Regions from separate parts of the Mus musculus genome. Here regions 1, 2 and 4 are each linked to region 3. Evidence: chromatin contacts called from public Hi-C and HiChIP or PLAC-seq data. All regions are on one chromosome and are shown on one strand. Each heading gives the region's core, a stretch centred on a gene start, on an enhancer-like site or on the middle of the called end of the contact. The rest is flanking DNA. Distances are from core to core; before and after follow the strand shown.

Evidence for each region. Hi-C and Micro-C count contacts between places; a contact is called where the count stands out from the background. HiChIP or PLAC-seq counts read pairs in DNA pulled down with a chosen protein or histone mark.
Region 1: an H3K27ac HiChIP or PLAC-seq map of embryonic stem cells shows a contact between it and region 3, with 3 times the contacts expected there. The contact joins two enhancer-like sites. A contact is called at or near these places in 1 of 484 Hi-C or Micro-C datasets (rod photoreceptor), 1 of 115 datasets of contacts at active chromatin or transcription factors (embryonic stem cells) and 1 of 9 other capture datasets (embryonic stem cells).
Region 2: a Hi-C map of muscle stem cells shows a contact between it and region 3, with 2.3 times the contacts expected there. The contact joins two enhancer-like sites. A contact is called at or near these places in 6 of 39 promoter capture datasets (the 3T3-L1 cell line, 3T3-L1-derived adipocytes, the SN4741 cell line and 2 more), 1 of 15 datasets of contacts at CTCF or cohesin (the NIH/3T3 cell line) and 4 of 484 Hi-C or Micro-C datasets (the N1E-115 cell line, cerebellar granule neurons, muscle stem cells and 1 more).
Region 4: a contact with region 3 is called in an H3K27ac HiChIP or PLAC-seq map of embryonic stem cells, with 2.4 times the contacts expected there. The contact joins two enhancer-like sites. A contact is called at or near these places in 1 of 15 datasets of contacts at CTCF or cohesin (the NIH/3T3 cell line), 1 of 484 Hi-C or Micro-C datasets (uterus) and 4 of 115 datasets of contacts at active chromatin or transcription factors (differentiating embryonic stem cells, embryonic stem cells, oligodendrocyte precursor cells and 1 more).

Annotation. Positions count from the first base shown.
Region 1 is chr9:49,727,048-49,729,747 of GRCm38.p6, reverse strand. All of the region lies in intron 1 of Ncam1 (neural cell adhesion molecule 1), which reads left to right. Among named protein-coding and RNA genes, the nearest start is that of Ncam1, 71 kb to the left of the region's middle. Within about 2 kb of position 1,392, at least 57 of the 459 cell types and tissues checked have an H3K27ac peak or open chromatin away from gene starts, as enhancers often do. A contact at or near this core is called in embryonic stem cells and rod photoreceptor, where this site is marked.
Region 2 is chr9:49,815,073-49,817,772 of GRCm38.p6, reverse strand. No RefSeq gene overlaps it. Among named protein-coding and RNA genes, the nearest start is that of Gm25633, 9.6 kb to the left of the region's middle. Within about 2 kb of position 1,337, at least 40 of the 459 cell types and tissues checked have an H3K27ac peak or open chromatin away from gene starts, as enhancers often do. A contact at or near this core is called in the N1E-115 cell line and muscle stem cells, where this site is marked.
Region 3 is chr9:49,961,260-49,963,959 of GRCm38.p6, reverse strand. No RefSeq gene overlaps it. Among named protein-coding and RNA genes, the nearest start is that of Gm25633, 140 kb to the right of the region's middle. Within about 2 kb of position 1,294, at least 75 of the 459 cell types and tissues checked have an H3K27ac peak or open chromatin away from gene starts, as enhancers often do. A contact at or near this core is called in the N1E-115 cell line, differentiating embryonic stem cells, embryonic stem cells and 2 more, where this site is marked.
Region 4 is chr9:50,123,138-50,125,837 of GRCm38.p6, reverse strand. No RefSeq gene overlaps it. Among named protein-coding and RNA genes, the nearest start is that of 2310003N18Rik, 110 kb to the left of the region's middle. Within about 2 kb of position 1,432, at least 15 of the 459 cell types and tissues checked have an H3K27ac peak or open chromatin away from gene starts, as enhancers often do. A contact at or near this core is called in differentiating embryonic stem cells and embryonic stem cells, where this site is marked.

The sequences.
Region 1 (2,700 bases), core at 143-2,642, 230 kb after region 3:
TTGAGACCGAAGAATCACTAACAAAAGCACAGCACTGTGAAAAATGTAGCGCTGAATAGAGCATGAAAGGGAGGCTTGTTTACAGTTTAGGAGCTGAGGCAGCAAGGCAGGGCCTTGCCTGGTTTGACCTCTGCTGGGAATGTGGGATTTAGACACTGCTCTGTGCATGACCCAAAGGGCTTTGGTGGGATCAATTTGGGAGGTGATGCCTATATTTTAATGGGTTTGCTTATGTATGTATAGAATCTACAAATGATGACGACTTAGCTGTAATAACAAATACATCGAAATTTGAGTCATAGACTGAGTAACCTCTCGAACTTCCATGAAAATAATAGATGCTAGGATTGATTCCTAGGCTCTGTGTGTGTTTGGGTAAGCTGTGTTATCTGCCCAAACAAGCCCCCGCTTAGATCTCTGGTGCTTACTGTGCCCTGCATGTGCAGCAAGTTCCGCTTCTTACTACTACCATTCAAGGATCCCATCCTCCTCTCTTCTGCATCCTCTGTGTTTCCCACAATCCCTTGCATCTTGTCAGCCAACCTATGTGAAGTCTTAGAGATGTGGTTTAGCTCACCTGCATCCACATTGCTTTTTTAGTGCTCTGTTAGGAAGGCTGGGTAATGTTCTATTCTTTCCTGCAGAAGCAGAAAAAGGAGCTTGGTGACCACACCCATGCTGCCTTTCTTTTAGGATTCAACTCTATCCCACGCTGTTCTGTATTCCATGTGTCACATTGCTGTTTCCCAGTAAGAGGTGTTGGGAATGGTCATGTTCTAGCTGTTGGGATTGAGTGGAACAAAATTGAGGAAACTGAGGGTTTGTTTTCTGTGCAGTAAAAGTTTGTTCCTCTGTAAGAAGAAACTTGCTAATGGTTTTCTTATTCTTAGCTGGTTTATCAGCAACATCTTTCAAAAACTGAAGAAAAAAAAGAGTTTGCCAAATGAGATGCTTTGATTTAAAATTAAAATGGTGACAGAAAGCCATTTTCTTCCCTCTGTAAATTTTCTGTAGGTAGGTTCTTGCCTCTTGTAATTCAAAGCAAGCATAATAAGGAATATGATTGCATGGATTTTGCTATTACTTTTGAGGTAATTGCCAGATCGGCATACACAGTAATTTGTAGGTGAGAGGTGATCAGATGTGAACATTTCCACTCAGTCATCTCCCTGGAATTCAGACACATCACTGCTTCTGGCTTTAGAATTAGGAGCAATAATTGCAGCCCTGGGATGAGCCCGGAATCTGAAATAGGCTATTTCCTGAGTGACGGGTACTGCTGTGGGCTTACTGCGGGAGGCCGAGCTGAGCAGAGTCCTGTTCCACACCATACCCCGGAGTAATGGCAACAGAAGTAGTAGCTATTGTCCTCGTGATGGTAGTAGTGGGTGTCGTCATTGTCTCCCTAGCAACCGCAACACTGCCTTAGTTGTTATTTTGAAACTCAGCAGCAGACATGCAGATGGGATGGGGTTGAGAGGGGCCTGGCTTCAGGATTCCATATGGGGACAGAATGAAGGAGTTTATCACTTGTGACCTCACTTCGGGTTTAGTTTCCCTTCACCTTCAATGAAAAGGGACACATTCTTTTCATGAACTCTGAGGAAAGAACAGAGGCCGTTCTCTGGAGAATTGAAAAGCTCCCATGAGTTTAAGGCAAACAAAACCCGAGGCTGGGTACCTAGCACCTTGCAGGAGCCGCCTTCTTAAAGAAAGATGCTTTTCTAGATCCCTGGGACATTTGATGAGGCAGGCTTTTTGAGAGGCTCTTTTCTTATATTGGTGCAATACCACCACCAATAATAATAAATGGGCGATGATAATGATAAAACTATATGATGTTAACTACTTGGGAGGCCAAAAAACGCTTACCCAGGTACACATATGCTCCTAATGCTAATATACTGTTATACATTTGATACTTGTAATTTCCTATTTTCTATTATGAATGTGTGTATGCTTAATTGCTTCTTGCCCTTTTCCCACAGTACAACCCTCTAGTCTTGAATTGAAAAGATAGAGAGGTAGCCTTGTGTCCCACAAATATTCTGCGTGATCTTTTCTGAGATTTTGCAACTCTGCTGTCGTATAAATTACTCTGTTCTCTTGCGGCCCTTTTGTGAATTAATGTGTATTCTGTTGGCCATCTCTGTGTTTTGCAGGGTTGTAACATGCAATCCTAGCGGATCCCCCAGAAAAATGCTCTTAAAAAATCAATCCCACTGATTTTTTTTTCCGGACAATTTCAAAGACTCCTGTCCAGCCAAGTTTTCACATTGCAGCCCTGAGATTGTTAGTGTTGTCGACATAATTTGTTTGATATCATTCAACATCCCTAAGGCGCGGGAAGCCCCTGAGACTTAGAATTTGCAATTGTTGAAGATCAGGTTTGTAACTTATCCTGGTTTCTTCAAGATTTGGCTTGGTTTCTTTAAAGGTTCGGTCTGGGGTCTATGTGAATGTACATGATTGCCGTTGACAGAATAGGACAATGTAACCTCAGGTTTAGTGTGTCCTGGTGGTGGGAAGAGGTTTGAGTTACTTTCATTTTCCTTTCTGTGGTGTTGTAGATGATACCTAATAAGCTTCAACATGCTTGGGAGGTACTGCCTCTCAGCCCCAGCCCCAGTGCTAAGAATGCTAAGCAGTTTGTTTTGTTGTCTTCTTAAGTAATTGTACGCCTGCCTCTCTCTCTCTCTC
Region 2 (2,700 bases), core at 88-2,587, 150 kb after region 3:
TATAATATAGTGTATAGTTTAAAGTATATAGTATATAGTACAAAGTACAGAGTTCATAGTACATAGTATATGGTATAAAGTACATAGTACATAGTATATAGTATAAAGTACATAGTACATAGTACATAGTACATAGTACATAGTATATAGTATATAGTATAGAAGAAGTACCAGACTCAGTCTGCTTTCCAGCTGTGTCAAATGTCTCATCTACAGAATGAAGATAGTGGATCTCACATCTTCTGGAACCACCAATGCCGGGAAGCATTGGCTACCTAGAGAACAGCCCATCCCTCTTGAAGGATGATATTTTCAAGTTTTTTGTTGCGGTTGTTGTTTTGTTTTGTTTTGTTTTGTTTTACCTAAAACCACAGCTATCACCCATCTTCTTTGTTCATTCGTGTTCCTCTTAGTAGTATGGAAGCTATCTTTTCCTTCACATTGCTTCAAATAGTGGGACACCATAGTGGGTCCCACGATAGTGGGATCTCACAGTTTCCCACAGATCCTAGTGACACGAATCTCAAGACAAATGGCTGGAGAGTGTAACACATACGATCAGGAAGCTCCCTTTTCTTCTGGAACACTTGATTTCTAGGACACAATTCAGACCTATCAGTTTTAAAGATTGCATGATACTAATAGAGTAATTAGCATTCATTAGAGTGTGGGAGGTTACTGGACCTTAGGGGGGAAAGACTCTCCATTTAAATTTGGCCTGACACAGGGTTGAAAGAACTGGGATTCTCAAGGAATTATATGCTAATTTTTGATCAGGTAAAGACCTTGGAATTGAAATGTTAATTAATTAGTCATACAACTCTTTTTAATTTGACTATGGGCTCCGCCATCTCTTAACTTCCCTGTACCGTATTAAAGCTTTATTACCGAACCCTGGGATTTATTGAGTGCCCGTGCCTTGCAAATGTTATCACACTTAATCCTTATAACAAACCCATGAAGAAGGTCCAATTAGTATGCTGACTCACATAACAGGAAACTTAGGATCAGTGAGCAAGGGTAACCTTTTCAAGGTCACCAGGCAGAGTGTCAAGACCTACTTAGATCCTCTGACACGGAACTGCTTTTAATCTCTGGCTATGTCCATAGAGACACACATTCCCGCAGGAAGAAAAGCAGTCTAGATGCAGTTCGCTGGCGCACCGTTCATGCTATCTACCCCCGCCCCCCGGTTGGTGCTCAATATGTTGAATGGCTCGAACATTCCTGCTGGGGTATTGGCCATGGGTCAAAGCTGGATCCATCATAGCTCAGTACATTAGAGCTCAGGTTTCACATCTGTGAAGTGAGGGGGACGGGCTGAATCATCTCTAAGTTTCCTCTTAGACTTAAAGAACTATGTTGCTTGTCTGAAAGGAGGATGAATCAGAGTTTAGCAGCCACAGACTAGCAATATGAGCCGATACAACATTCCTTTGTACAGAATGTTCCCTCTGCTCAAAATACCCTCTCCCCACTTGTTCACTTGGCAAATGCCCAATGAGCAGCCCAGCTGGCCTCTGAGACTCTGTCCTTGACCTCTCCATCAATGCACATTCCATCCCCAAACACACACACGCACAGTGATTTCCTTCTTAGGCCCTCCTGGGTATGCAGTGCATTACTGTGATTATTTGATTATGGGCTGTCTTTCCATCCTCACACCCTGGACTCCAAGCTCCATGAAGACAAAAACTGCACACTATTTTCTCTTCAGGCTCTACCTTCCAGCCTGGCCCACAAAACAAATATTCAATAAATGCCCTTTTCAGGAACTGAATGAATGAGCAGGGCATGTGTGGAGGAGCAGGAGGGGACAATTTGACCTTAATGGAGAATCTAAGCCAGAACACAGTGAGAAATTAGCGGTAGTTTGATGGGAAGAGAATGAAGCACAGAAAAGTGTATTGAGACCCAGTACCCCAGGCAGTGCGGGGTCCTTGTTCCATTCTGAGGTGGGAGGGGTGACAGGAAGAAGAAAAAACATGAAAAAAGATCAGTGCAAACCTCCTCCTCAGCTTAAAAAAGAAGTGATCGTAAATGAACCTGATGTTTTTCTTCACAGACCGTTAATTCATCCACAGCTCAACACTATAGGCTACACTCAACTGCAGCAAACAGCAGAACATCGCCACGAATCTCAACTCCCACGAGACCTTGCAGGATTGCAAGATATTGCAGGCATACCTGAGCTATATGAAGACATAAATTTACAAAACCAAAATGAACAATATTTAATAAATTACCAATAGTGCAAACACTTAACTAGAAAAAGTTCTATCTACTATCTATCTATCTATCTATCTACTATCTATATATCTATCATCTATCTTTCTATCATCTATCATTCATTTATCATCTACTATTTGTCTTTCTATCTATTATCTATCTATCATTTATCATCTATCTACTATTTATCTTTCTATCTATTATCTATCTATCTACTATCTATCTACCTATCATCTATCTTTCTATCTATCATCTATCATTCATCTATCATCTACTATTTGTCTTTCTATTATCTATCTACCATTTATCATCTATCTACTATTTATCTTTCTATCTATTATCTATCTATCTATCTATCTATCTATCTATCTATCTATCTATCTATCTATCTATCTACCTACTTCGTATACACACTCACAGTCCTGAGAAGTTCTTGGACACCATCTTGCTATTACATTGTGTTTGCATTCA
Region 3 (2,700 bases), core at 45-2,544:
GAAATGGGAGGAAGTAGGCATGAGGTTGAATACTGTCACATAATGGACATTTTTCTCATCTTTAACTCAGGGCCACGCCTGTCTTCTGTGACAACTCTCAAGGTTTGTTAAGCAGCCTAGAGCAGAAGTTGCCTCTGAAGCTTCCATGAACCATTAATTCCATCCACACGTATGTGGTGGTGCTCGGGCCTGACTGAAGCCTTCCTCCCCAGCAAAGAAGCTGTCAGTGACAAGTACTCCCTCAGGGAATGAGTGGGGTGATAGGGAAAGATGCCAGGCATTCTGAGATTGTGGGATACAAGCATGGTGTCATCCAAATAAAGACATCTGTCCTCATAGATGCCACAAGGCTGCCTTCTCCTTCTCCAAACACATTTATGAAGGCTGAGGATGTAAAAGGGATAGACCCATTTTAAAGAGAGACAAAGTGAGGCACGAGCTCCTGGAAAAAGCATTTTCTTGTAGTCACATTTGTGATCATGGCCTAGAAAAGGCCCAGACTCCTTCAGATCAACAGGACATTCTTCCTCCAGAGGCATTTCCGTGACAACAGCTGCTCAGCTCAGACATGAGGCCAATTAACCTCAGCCTCAGAGAGGAGGGCTAACTCAAATCAGGTAATTGCCCTGGGACAATTATTCTAAAAGGACAGAGAGGTGACCTTAAGTCCCTAGCCTCCTGGCTCCAAAAACAGCATCTCATGTCTTTAAAAGAGGCTGTTGGGAGCTAGTAGGGCAGGATAGGTTTGGCCCATCTCTACTGATAGGCTCTTTGGAACCAGTGGACACAGCACACTACAAAATCTGTAGCATTTGTAGCTTGGAGAGTCTCAGAGAGTCTCAGTGGCCAGGTTGGTGTAATCCTGACTATTCGGAGTGGATTATGTGTTCACATACCCTCCTCTCTTATCCAGCAAGCCTCTTGGGAGGGGCCCCAGATGAAGAGGACAACTAACTCCCAGCTCAGTGTGCCATATGGCCCTTTGTACATGCCAGCTTCTCTGGAGACATAAGTGGTGGCCACGGAGCCTGTCAGAGCCAAGACTGTGACCAGCCCTGGCCTCTCATCCCTTGGTTGCTGTGTCTCTATGTGTCCTTGCTGTCCTGTGGTGGCCATTTATGTACATCATCTATGCACATAGTACCTTTCTAGAACTCATGCGTGTTCGTTCCTGGCAATCCAACAAAGGCCACCGACGAGCCAGCAATCCGAGTTGCCATGGGGCTCCGCCGCACTTTGCTTTCAGGCTACAAGGGCAGAGCTGAGCAGCTGCAATTGAGTCCATATGGCCTGTGGAGATTTACTGCCTGGCCCCTTGCAGAGAAGGCTTGCCTCTCTCTCTCACTATAGAATTGCTGTAGTTAATTCTGAATGTTGCTCAGTGAATGGGTGCTGCTATCCTGGGTGGAGAGATGGAATCTGAAGATGAGTGTTTTAGTAATTGACCCCAAATCACACAGTGATAAGCGGCAGGGAAAGCCTGAAACTACGTCCAGTCACTTCAGAGTCCAAATGCACAGTTTTGCTAGTCTGTGACATTTTTGATAGACTGAGAAGGAGTTGGGTGGTGATATGGTGAAAACTCTCTTCTTTCACCGAACAAGTGACTCAGGTTTGAATGTCTAGTTTAGGCTTACATGGTTACCCTCTGCCTTTTCCACACAGGCCTCACATGATAGAACTTCTCTTCATTCTTACCAGAAGGCAACTCACAGCTTGTAAATAAACCTAAGACCCAGAAAGACCAGGCAGCCAAGAGAAGCTCCTGCCCTGGCCAGCCAGAGTTGCCATGGCGACGGAGTCATTTCCATTACAAACCCTGCAACAGGCTTCTCTGGGGTGATTAATGGTTGACCTCTGGGGGCTGGGAACCTGCAAAAGTATTTGGTGATGTGGGGGTTGGTTAGGCTGATTCAAGGGTGGAACCATCTACTTCTTCCTGGTTATGGAGGTTGAGGTAAAGATTCTAGATGGGAATTGAGGGTGAAACTCTTCATTCTCTGGTCCCTCAAATCCTAAAGGCTGGCCAGAAAGCATTCACAGTGTGGGAAATAGTCTCCACCCTTGAACTGGTCTGCCAAACCCAGAGAAACAAAACCAAGAGAAGCCATAGGGATGAGTGGAGTGTCAGGCTGTGAACTGGCTTACTCTTACTCAATGATACAGGGTACCCATCCAGCAAAGGCAAAGGTACAGAAGAGAACTGGGGGAGGCAGCAGCAGGTAGTAAGAAGCAGAAGCATCCATGCCCTTGGAGGACAGACAAAAGCATTCCTACATACCCTGGAAAAGCAGGGGGAGAAGGACGGCCAGCCACCAGTCAACGCCAGAACCCATTCTGAGCACTTCCAAAGGCGGATGACCTGAGAAAGCTCAGATGTCTCTTCCCCCACCAGAGTGTGGACTGACAGCCTCATGGCATGACCTGAGTTCTGGACCTGACCTCCGGTGTCTGTTGTAAGGCCATTTTCTCTTCCACTGACATTTTTTTTTCCCTCTCTGCTAACAGCTGAATGGTTCTGACTGCCTGGTCATTGTTTTGTTTTGGTCCCAGTCACACTGTTGGTGAGTTATTCTCTGCCCAGACTTTGGCTGAGGGTGGCCGTGCCTTTTCTATGATGCCATAAGCATCCTAGGAGCTGGAGTTCATCCATTTCATTCTTTTCTCTGAGATGGAACAGCTCTGGTGTCCAATTGGTAG
Region 4 (2,700 bases), core at 183-2,682, 160 kb before region 3:
TAAGACTCAGCTCTTTCTTCTCCCCAACTCTTATCATATAAACTCACCACCACTGCCTAGAGACCAATACCATCTATCTTAGATATACTTCTTGTTTTCAAGCAGGAGAAACTAACTTTGCCCTTGGTAAGGATGTGAGAGCCAAAAGAACTCACAGGAGACTGGAGGAGCAGGCTTAGAAAATGAGAAGAACCCAACAAGTTACTGGAGATCAGTATCAGTGTGCATCCACCCTGATGCTTCCATGACCACAGCCTCTGACTACCGTAGGACATTGGTGCTAGGGAGTTGAATGTCCATGAATGACCGTGATAGCAAGCTTCCAAAATCCTTCCTGGTGTTTGGCCTTGGTTCTTACACTCTTTGATGCTTCCTGCCTGTATTGAGTTGGAGATGCCTGTGACTAACAGCATATTGTGGAAGTGATAGTGTATGACTTTCCAGGGTCTAAAAGACACTGTGGGTTACCTTATTTCTGTTTATATATAATTTGATTTGAGGAAATGCAAGCCATTAGGCAATACTGCCACTCAAAATGTGTCCTGTGGAAAGTCCGTGTGTAGGGGAACTGGCATGTCCTGCCAATAGTGATAAAAATACAAGCTCTTGCTTCAAATCATGTGAGTACATCATGTGGGCATGGTCCTCATCTCCAGCCATGCCTTCTGGTAACTGCAGGTCTTACACCATGACTGCAGCCTTGTGAGAAGTCCTGAGCCAGAACCTCACAGCCAAGGGGCTTCCAAATGCCAAACCAAACCCAACATAACTATTTTTGTTGTTATTTTAAGCCACACTTTTGGGAATAATTTGTTATGCAGTAATAGAGTTTACCTTTGAAGTACATTCAGTGACGTGAGAAGCCTGCGAGGAGCCTGAGTTTGACTGACTGTCATGGGCTGGATGTTAGATTCTGGGGGTTTGCAATTGGAACACAGCGAGGTGAAGCAAGGATAGTCATATGCTAACTCTGTGGGTGACAGGGCAGAGACCCACACTAATACTATCCACAGAGGGGAGCATTGCCCTCTAAGGGGAAGGTTCTTGGAGTATGGATAGTCACAATGCAACAGCATGATTTCATTGAATCTGAATTCATACATCTCTATCCTCCCATTAGACTGCTGGACTCATCCCCTCCCTCCTCCCTCTGAACCCCCAGTAAAGCTGTATCCTTCCTTCCGTTTAAAGCTAACCTTGAGCTGTCCTTGGCCTGTTGGCATCTTCTCCACTAGGTTCATGCCTTCCACTCAACAGACACACCCATCACCTTTATATAGTGAGCCAGTGGGAGCGCAGTCTACCTAGCAGAGGGGTGTGGGGCAGTAAGAGAAGTATGACTGAGTGGCCACAAAGCTGAGAGTGATGTGCTGGAGGATGGGAGCTGGCTTCCTGTCAGGCTGACTGCAGATCTCTCACAGATGCCTTGCCCATCCCCACCATTGTAATGCTAAACAATCAGCAGAGTAGAAAAGGCCTTAGACGCAGGGATGGGTCTCAGAGTACGCAGCTGGTGGCTGTCTTGTTTGTGTCCTCAGACGCAGCAGCATTTCTTCTTCTTTCCCCACTTGTCTTTTTCTGCTTTCTCTTCAGACCCTTCTTCTGGAACCAGAGATTCAAGGGCAGATCATTTATTTGAGAAGTCCACGGGAGGGAAGGGGGAGGAAGAAAGGCTGAGTTATTAAGCCACCAGCACAGCAGTTGACCAGAGCTTAATCCCACGAGGGAACGCTTGGAAAAGGTACAAAGCCCCATGGCTCAAAATTATCCCACCTGTGGGGCAAAAGGGCTGAGATATTTATGTAGCAACGGGGTTGAGTGGTTGGTGGAAGGCTGCTTCTAGGGGGAGGGGTTATTTCCCAGCACTTCCAGTCTGCTGCACAGGTAAACATAATGACCTTCTGTGGACGTAAGGTGTCCAGGTAACACAGGCAGAAACCGCAGGGTTAATGAGTATTGCTTTTCACCTTTTCCCTCTCTTCCCCTACCATTGGCTTAGAAAACTCTATGCACAGGAGGCCTCCTTTAATTCTTTTCAAATCTTACACAGCCCCTACTGCAATGTTTTGCACATAGTAATGATCAATAAATATTTATGCTCTGCTTAATTAATGACACCACAAGATAGCTTTTTTTCCCTCTTGATGGTCTATGGGTATTACCTCCGTCTATCTCCAATTTCCTGGGACAGAATGGATTTCATGTCATTATATTTTTATCCACTAAGTATGTAAGAGAAGATAATCTGATGTTTGTATTTTGCAATACTTCTCATTCAGTTGCATTCATAAATAAATAAAAAGTCTCCATTAAACCACAGGCCCTATATTTGTATCTCTCTTTCAACTTTGTCTCTCTAAGAAGCTGGCTCCAAATTGAGGGAATTTGGAGGCTCCTGGTGTGTAGACTCTTATTAGCTTCCCTGCCTGACTCAGCACAGTCCTTTGCCAGCAATAATAGCTTGTCCCCTGTGCACTCAGGCTTTCGCAGTCCTCGAGCCAATGAGAATCAGGATTTGTGTTTTATTAGAACTTCCCATCTCTGAGTGGAGCTTGGAAGATCTGGTAGAAGCCTGTGGCCTTCACTGCACTCTGCAGGCTAGACCACCTAGGTTCAGCAAGGAATTATCAGAGCTCCAGGGGTAGAAAAGCAATCAGCTCTTGGATCTCCCCCCCCCCCCCCAGCACTGTTCATTGGGCC